2 separate regions of the Mus musculus genome follow, and region 1 is linked to region 2. Evidence: chromatin contacts called from public ChIA-PET data. All regions are on one chromosome and are shown on one strand. Each heading gives the region's core, a stretch centred on a gene start, on an enhancer-like site or on the middle of the called end of the contact. The rest is flanking DNA. Distances are from core to core; before and after follow the strand shown.

Region 1 (4,603 bases), core at 1,346-3,845, 430 kb after region 2:
CTGACCTAGAGTGTCTTCTGACTACTTCTTGCACAAATGTGTGGCTGTATCTTGAAAGAGGATCTGGTCACAGACCCGTCTCCTCCTCTTTGAGGTAGCCCCCCACTGTCTTCCGTTGGTTGAGGTCATCAGGGCCCTCTGTGCTGCACAGTGAGTAGGCCTTTTCTATTCCATGCCTCATACTTGACAATCTTTCCTTGCGTGTAGCTTCAGTTACATATGGATCCACTGATGAGTTTTAAGTTGATATCTTCAGCTTAGGTCCCCTCCTTCCACCCAGTGCTCGTTGGCACATTACCCCAACATCTTACTGCACAGAGCCACACCCAGTCTGCCTTTCTCACCCTGTTGTCACCTTTGTGCAGTCTACTAATTTAAGTTTGGCAAGCAGCACCGCCATCCATTCCTCCTTTCTCTCTGAAACATTCTTGGGAATGTATGTGTGTCTGATGCATGTGTTTGTATGTGTATATGCATTTGAAAGTGTTGCTGGATGTGGAGGTCAGAGGTTGACAGTGGCTCTCTTTTCAGAGTCATATTCCACCTTTTTGGTTTTTCGAGAAAGAGTCCCTTGTTGAACCTGCAGTGTGCCATTTCAGCTAGTCTGGCTTGTCAGCGAGATCCAGGGATCTACCTGTCTCCTTTCGGGTTACAGACACATGCCACTGAGTTCAACTTTTGGGGAGTGCTGGCTATGTAAACCCAGGTCGTTATGCTCGTGTGACAAATACATTACCAACTGAGCCATTTCCTCAGCCCCCATTTTCATTTGTGTCCATTGAATCAGTTTGAACTAAAGGGGATTTATTTATTTTTTATAGACGTTGACAAGCTTAAATTATAGCTTATTGTTCAAAGAGATTTATGATCATTATGATTTTAATAGTATGAATGTGTATTCCCCAAGGGCACTGAGGTCTTGGTCCCAGGATGGCAGTGTTGGGAAGTGATGGAGTGTTTAGGAGGTGGAGCCTGGTCAAAATTCTTTAAACCACTGAGAGTGTGCCTCCTAAATGGGGATGATGGGACTGAATCCTCACCTTTATCTGCTTCCCAGACATGAAGCTAACAGTGTGTTCCGTTAAGTACTCCTATCCATTACCATCCACTACACCCACCAGAAGCCCCAACTTCAGAACAATAAGCATATTTATATTAACTATATCCCAGGTGTATTGTTATGGCAATGGGATCTACTAATATAATGCTATTAAAATAAAATGAAAGATTCCTTGTAGCAAGACTTAGGTATAACTTTAGAATTTTCACTCTGGAATGTCATGGAAGGGAATCATGTACGTATCTAGCACCGATATGCCTCTACCAGCAACGTCTGTTCATCTTCGAGGAGCTTGGCTCATTTTCTGTGGGTTGGTTCGCTTAAAAGCACAAAGCAAAACTTAATTGGAATCTGCCTCAAACATTTGCGTCTTAGACACGGTGTTAGAAGTTAGGAGTAGGCAAATACGAGCATTTTGGAAAAGGAGAATTTACATGGATTTATTTTCTTTTAGATTTTAAACTTGAAAACCTTTACATTTTAAAGTCTAACCATCTCATCCTGTGATCCATAATCCATACTTTTCCATTACTTTGAAACTATTTGTGTGAAAATATTATTTATTTTTATGCAAATGTTGGTACAGAACAATCAGATATCAGGTAGGATCCATTGCCTTTAGGTGAGATCTGGAAGTTGGCATTGGTGACTTTCACTTTCTGGGCACCGATCTATCCTGACATGCACCTAGACCCTTGAGCAAGTCTATTAGGGTTTCTATAGCTGTGATAAAAGGTAATGGCCATAAGCATCTTTTGTTTTGTGTTGTTTTGTTTGTTTTCGAGACAGGGTTTCTCTGTGTAGCCCTGGCTGTCCTGGAACTCACTCTGTAGACCCGGCTGGCCTCGAACTCAGAAATCCACCTGCTTCTGCCTCCTAAGTGCTGGGATTAAAGGCGTGAGCCACCACTACCCTGCTGACCGTAAGCATTCTTGTGGAGGAAAGGGTTTATTTTATTTTATAGCTTATAATCTAGCATCCAGGGAAGTCAGGGCAGGAACCTGGAGGCAGGGACGGATGGAGGAGGGCTGCTTCTGGCTTGTTCCTATGGTTTGCTCAGCCTGCTTTCTTATAGAACTCAGAACCACCAGCCCAGGGTAGCACTGCTTACAATGAGCTGGGCCCACCTACATCCACTGTCAAGAAAATGCACCACATGCTTGCCCACGGGCTAATCTGGTTGGGAATTTTCTTAACTTAGGTTCCCCCATCCACTATGACTATAGGTGTGTGTCAAGTTGACATAAAAGTAGCTCACACAGAAAGCAGGGATACATTGAACTTCTGCTCTTTATTTTACTTTCATTGCTGAGGATGTAATAGATGAGGCCCCTGAGCTGGCTTCACAGCAGAGCATTTGCCAGTGGAAGTGTGGAATCTGTAGGAGTTCTGGTGTGTCTACCACGGTGCACCCATATGGGGTGAGAGGATATAGACTGATGGTTGAGAGAGGTTGGGTGTCGTGCAACCAAGTGGGAGGAGAAGCCACACCCAGTGGGAGGCGTCCTGTGAAGCTTTATTTCTGGGAAATGGTCAAATTGGGTTTGTGGCTGTGTGCAGAAGAAAAGATTTGCAGGAGATCCTGTAGAGCGGTGCTGTATACTCAAGGTTCTGAGGTTTCTTTTGATGTTCTCCAAGAACTTCTGGCAAGGCGGGTCCCTTCAGCCCACGCTTTTGTAATAAGCCAGTTAGCATTCTTCAGTTGTGAGCCTCTGTTGGTTTTCATCATTTACGTGTGAATGAGGACTGCCCAATAGTTACTTTTTGTGGTCTTTTGGAAAGTGCAGTGTTCATGGATGCCTTAGACTGTGCTGGTAAGAAAGTGTTGGTCCCAGGGAATAGACCGTCAGATGTAGGCAGATAATCTGACTTTGCTGATTATCAAACAAACAAACAAAAAACACCCCCATGTCCTGAGTTACCTCTAGCTTTCCATGTCCCTATTCATTTTTGTCAATTGTGCTGTCTAGTAATCCTGAAAAACTGAGTGCATGATCTCTGGCACTGTTGTTAAATTGGCAGAGCCAGGGACATGCTTTTTCACTTTTTAGCCTTTTCAGATTTGGGTAAAGACAAAAACAAAATCACCACCCCCACTCGCACCCCCACATTAATAATAAAATCATATAGAATTTGTTTCCACCGAGGTCTACTGGTTTTCTAGAGAACCAGGTGTAAGGGAGTTTGTGTAACCGAGGAAAGATGTGTAGGAGACCTTTCAAAGAGGCAGACTTTGTAGGGGGAGAGCTTACTGGTGGGCTGGCCTATTTGGTGGCTTATTGGCCCTGTGAATGAGGTCTTTCAGTTCAGTCTTTGCTGTTCCCACACTGGTTGCTGTTCAAAAGCTGGGAGTGCTTTTATCCAGCTGCTGCTCTGGACACACAGCCTGTAAGCAGAAAGCCACATGCATCTGCAGGCTTGAGTCAGAAGTGCTTTGCAGTTGGCAGCCTCATTGCAAGCAGAAGCCACGGACTCCAGGAAAAACAACAGACTGTCTTTTAAAATTACTTGGTTTCCATAGCCTCCTGTTCAAATATGTACTGGGTTCTCTCCCTAATGACACACATGGCATCGGAATGGCTGTCCTTAACCATATAGAGACAAATAGGGTGTGTGGGCACAGGGAGTGATGCAGGTAGATGTAGCCAGAAGAGACAAAGGACTTTCATTCTGCTGTGCGCACACTATCCCAAAGGTGGTAGAGTGGTCCTCATTCCCTTCTTGGCACCACATGTCTCTGATATCACTAAAACAAAACCTAGAAGTCGCAGGGCGGACTTCAGTCTCACCCTCTGTATTAAACTAAAGTAGAAGGCCGCTCATGGAGATGGCGCTCGAAAGGCTCGCTTCTTGTTCTACCTGCAAGTCTTTGTCTTTTAGGTGCTACCAATCGACTACTTAGACTTTAAAATCCCATGTGAGAAAATGAACTGCCAGTTGTAAAATTTCACGCAGAAATGGATTGTGGGGGCTGGTGAGATGGCTCAGTGGGTAAGAGCACCCGACTGCTCTTCCGAAGGTCTGGAGTTCAAATCCCAGCAACCACATGGTGGCTCACAACCATCCTTAACGAGGTCTGACTCCCTCTTCTGGAGTGCCTGAAGACAGCTACAGTGTACTTACATATAATAAATAAATAAATAAATCTTAAAAAAAAAAAAAAAAAGAAATGGACTGTGTGAAAAATCTGGCAGTTGTGTGCATGTTTCTGAAATGTTTTCATCTGATTTACAAAGGGGTCAGAAACCAGGCACTCGGCTGATTGAGAGAAAACTACAGCCGCAGTTCCAGCTTTCTGCTGGAGTCTTCCAGGGAGCGTCAGCAGCAAGCGGGGAGACTGCTTAGTTGTGCGTTCCTATCTCTGTAGAGACTGGAGGTCTTTGAGATTGGAAAGGGGGCCTGGAAATGATGGGGTTTGTGCTGATGATAAGCCCATGTTTCCCGGGCTTAGCTAAGATGCCACTGGGCCATCTTTTGCTTTTGGCAAGGTAGTGAAGAGCCACGTAGAAAAGCTTCTCGGATTGAAAGGACTCTGTCTGTAGT
Region 2 (4,698 bases), core at 1,572-4,071:
ATGGAGGGAGGGAGGGATGGAGGAAGGGAAGGAGGAAAGGAAGAAGGGAGAGAGGGAGAGAGGGGGAGAGAGAAGGAAGGATACACACACTCTCCAAGTCAGGTGGCTGGAGATTTACAGCATCAGCATCCATGTGGTATTTAAAGCCTGAGACCAGCTGAGATCTTCCAGTATTCCCAAAACACCATTCTAGGAACCAAGGGAAGCAAGGAAGAGATTACAGTAAATCTACAAAAAGGAACTATCTGAAGGGACCATCTTGTGGAAGTCCATTAAGGCAGCGTGTTGTTGAGGTTGGGAGAAGCCACTCTGTCAATTGCTTGCACGAACTTCACTCAGCATCCTCACTCTAATTTGCATATTCTTCCAAATCCTAGTTCAACGGCACAGGGCTGAAGGTCTTTGTGTGCCTTTGATATCTGAGTATTCTGCTAAATTGACAGACTGTCAAGATACGACACGGGATTGGTTCAAGATGCCTGGGGTCCTTTAGAGGCAAATAGGCTTCTGGATTGTCTCCTAGAAGCAACCTCGGGAAAACTGAAGGGAGCTCTCTGGTCTGTCCCTGCACGGGCCTCTCATGTGCTTGGCACTGGAGAGTAGAGGGTGTCTGACTTCAGCCACTCCAAAGGCATCCTCATAGTTTGGGAATTGCCCTCTTCAAGCCACTAAATATATCCATTTCTAAGTAAATCCTGTTACTACGTGTTGCAATAAATATTTGAAGTGATTGCAAGGGAAAATACCAGAAGCCCTGAATTCTTCTTACAAAATGAGCATAACTTGTAAGCTGAGCTCATTTGGGCCTTTGGAGGGCAAATCTAATCTAAAGCTACTGAAAAAAAAAATCTTTAAAAATGATCAGCTCTTCCTTTAAGTAATAAACACATGGCAGAGAGCTATGATACTCACGACTTTTAAGTAATAAACATGTAACAGATCTCACGTCGATAATCTTAGATGTCACGACCTACGTCATTTCAAAGATAAATCTAAATTATTCCCTCTTTCCTAAGCCAGCAGGCAAAGCTTACATTTCAGCCATAAAAAGAACAAGAGGTTGTGTAGCTTGCCAGCAGAGTCATCTTTTCTCTATTTAGAAATAATCACGAGAAGCAGAAACAAGAAACAACTTAGACTGGAGCACTTCCCCAGTCAGATAAAAAGTTACTTAGTAAATGTCAGTTGTCTAAAACAAATGCTTTATCCCTGGGAAACAGGAAGAGAGGTTAACACCCATCCATTCCAGCCAATCCTTTCTTCTCTCTCTTCCTCCAAAACACCAGGTTAAATTAGCAAGGTCAGATTAGCTATTTTTTTTAAATAGTAGAGAAAGAAATGAGCCAGTAATAGATCTGTGCTGGTTATCTTTCGTCAACTTGACACAAGCTAAAATCTGAAAGGAGAGAATCTCAATTGAAACAAACAAACGAAAAATTGGCTTGTAGGCAGCTCTGCCAGGACATTTTCTTAATTAATGACTGATGTGGGAATGAATGCCCAGCCCACTGCGGGCAGCGTCATCCCTGGTCATGTGGGCCTGGGTTATATAAGACGCAGGCTAAGTGAGCAGTGAAGAGTAAGCCAGTTGGGGTTGGTGGCATCAAGTCAGATACCGCCCTTAAGAAAAGGACAACGCAAGGGCTGGAGAGATGGCTTAGGAGACAGCAGAACATTTGCTGCTCTGGGAGAAAACTTGGGTTCAATTCCCAGCACCCAACTCCAGCGCCCAGGGATTATCCAATGCCTCTGGTCTCTCTGTACTCCGTATACAAATGGGCACAGGCAGGCTCACACTCATGCACATGTGCACACACACGTTAATAAAGAATACAAATATTAATAATAAAATAATTAATAAAACAATCTGTATTCGATCAGAAGTGTGAGGATTATTTCTATTGTCTAGGATCAGGAATTACTTACTCCTTAAATCAAGGAGCAGAAGAGCAGTGTCTTTAAGACTGTTTGGAGATTAGTCATAGGGCCATAGAGGATAGAGATTGGCAAAGTTCTGGCTAGAAAACAAACAGTTGGAACAAGATAAAATACAAATCTGTCTGGCAAAGAGCCATGAGCACAGGCGAACTTGTTACGTAGCTATGCCAGTAGTGGGTAGCAGATGCATAGATTAACTCACTGATAGAATGACCCTGGGGAGGGCTGCCACTGACGCCTAAAGCAGTGGATAGGGAACAAATGGAGTTTCCCCTCATCCCAATAGGAAGTGCAAGATGGCACCAGATTAAGCTGGTGGCACAGTGTGATGCAGGAAGAATGGAAAGATTTCCAAGGAGAGAGTAGTTAGTAAGAGAGACATCTTAGGCACTTCTTCACCCTGTCTTTGGTGGCTTGAGGGAGGATAATAAATCAAGCTGTTACTAAGATAATTCTGGAATAATCAGGAAAAAGAGGATTATGAAATGAGAGCAATGGAGTTCAAAGTTCCCCTAACACTACGCTGAAGGTTTAAAAATGCTTGAGAGGGAAAAGAATGGAGAGAGAGAGAGAGAGAGAGAGAGAGAGAGAGAGAGAGAGAGAGAGAGAGAGAGAGAGAACACGAGAGCGAGCGCCATGGATCTTTAATGACTGCAGCTATAGGAGCACCAGGGGAGCCCAGGAGGAAGCGGGATGGAAAATGTGCCAGCCAAGTTACTGCCCCTTCTGATGTCCCTGGCCCCTGCCCCCAGCAGATACTTACTTCTGTCATAAAGGTTGGGTATCTATAGGAACATTCTGGATATGATGACACTGTCGCCACACACTCTCAAGGAGCTGTGTGCTGCCAAGTGAGTGTCTGTTACAGCTTAGCATCAACATACTACACCGCGACTTTAGAGAAAATCTTGCCACATCCTGTCTCAGAGCTTACAGTCAGGGCTGCCTCTTTGCTAGACAAACCACCTAACAACTCACAACTAGTTCAAGGCCTTTGTTGTTTGCCTCGAAAGGCCACAAAGGTAAATGAAGATCCTTTCTCTCAACCCTCTGGGATACAGAAAAAACCAGAGGAAACCATGGGGAACAGCCATAGGAAGAGGCCTGCTCTCTCTCTCGGACTCCTGCAGCCTCTCACGAAAGACACACAGAAAGTGAAAAGAAAGAATGTTCCTAATAATGCATAATTAATAGCATCTTATCAGGAACACAACAACTGAGTAAAATCAAGTCTTCCTAACATTTGCTGGTTCAGGAAAAGTCCCACATCTGCAATGCATGAATAGAAAGGATAGCTACCCATGAGTGGTCCCCAGGTGTTTTTATGGGCCACAGTCAGCTGAGTGACAGAAAGTCACTCAGCTTGCACATAATTACAGTTTCCATGTTCAAGACTGCTGCTATTTCTGCTTTTCTAGTTTCTCCCACCTACACCCCAGCACCTGCCTGAGACAGGGGACCAAAACACTCTATATCTGCAGCAACCAATGAGGTCACTGAAGAAATGTGTCCAGTGCAACTCAGAGGGGAGCTTGCATTTTAAAGTCCCATCAGTCCCAGAGCTGGAGAAATGGCTCTGATAGTAAGAATACCTCCTGCTCACACATAGAACCTGGGTTCCAAGTTCCCAGCACCCATGTGGTTGGGTGCTCACAGCCTTCTATAACCCCAGTTCCATGGGACCCTGCACCCTCTTCTAGCTTCCACAGACCCTGCACATACACGCAGTGTACAAACATACATGTAGGCTAGACATTCAGAAAGTTGTTTTCAAAAACTAAGCACAACCAACTTTGATGCAAATGTGTACGTATGCTTAGCTCTGTCCTTACACTTGAATGTACCCACCATTCATCTGGAGTCTACCAAAATGCAGATGCTGTTTCTACATAAGGGGAGGGGGGTGTCTGAGAACCTGAAATTTTGAAGGAACTCCCTAAAGATGCTGCTCCTGGACAGGAGATGCTGCCCCCGGACTGGAGATGCTGCCCCTGGACTGGAGATGCTGACCCTGGACTGGAGATGCTGACCCTGGACTGGAGATGCTGACCCTGGACTGGAGATGCTGACACTTCTGTCCCACCAGCCACACTTGGAGCAGCAAACCTTTTCCTCAGAAACCACAAGTCTGACCCTGAGGCTTCCTTTGGGTTCACTGTCTCTACATGATTTTAACCACATCTCCTTTAAGGAAAAGCTTGTATGAGACACTAATGTCTCACATATGCCTTAAAGCATACAAACAAGCCGTTAGAACACCGAGGGGCTGAGAGACAAGTGGAACAAGCATTATCCTTGGTGACCACAGGAAGTCTGCATGACTAAAGCTGGCATCTCAAGGCACAGATGTCCACTTGAAATGAGGCTCCTTCTTAAATATAATGGAAGGCTGTGTATGTTTCAAAAAGGCTTTTCGGTAATTTTACATTTCAAGTTAGATCTTAATAGATGTGGTACTTAAACTCACTCTGTGCCCCCCCCACACCCCCCAACCTCTTATTAAGAGCTGAGGTAGCCATTTCTCTGTGTCTGGGGATGGGTGACTAGAACAGGGCTATTACTCTCAATCTGCTATCACATCATAGGACTTCTAAAGCCATGTGCACATTTTATGAGTTATCTGACATTCTTACACATATATATCATTGTACTTTATTCGTACGTACCCCACAGTCCTTCCCTCCCCCAGCTATTTCTTCCTTCCTGCTCATTCCTTTTCCCCTGTAATGTCGTATGCATATATACATATATATTTTAAAT

What was found. ChIA-PET counts read pairs in DNA pulled down with a chosen protein or histone mark.
Region 1: an RNA polymerase II ChIA-PET map of memory CD8 T cells shows a contact between it and region 2, with 17 read pairs. The contact joins two enhancer-like sites. A contact is called at or near these places in 1 of 484 Hi-C or Micro-C datasets (CD8 T cells) and 2 of 115 datasets of contacts at active chromatin or transcription factors (CD8 T cells and memory CD8 T cells).

What each region holds. Positions count from the first base shown.
Region 1 is chr17:50,522,591-50,527,193 of GRCm38.p6, forward strand. The region is part of intron 1 of Plcl2 (phospholipase C-like 2); the gene reads left to right. Among named protein-coding and RNA genes, the nearest start is that of Plcl2, 15 kb to the left of the region's middle. Within about 2 kb of position 2,596, at least 49 of the 459 cell types and tissues checked have an H3K27ac peak or open chromatin away from gene starts, as enhancers often do. A contact at or near this core is called in CD8 T cells and memory CD8 T cells, where this site is marked.
Region 2 is chr17:50,091,475-50,096,172 of GRCm38.p6, forward strand. The region is part of intron 3 of Rftn1 (raftlin lipid raft linker 1); the gene reads right to left. Among named protein-coding and RNA genes, the nearest start is that of Gm52302, 59 kb to the left of the region's middle. Within about 2 kb of position 2,822, at least 59 of the 459 cell types and tissues checked have an H3K27ac peak or open chromatin away from gene starts, as enhancers often do. A contact at or near this core is called in CD8 T cells and memory CD8 T cells, where this site is marked.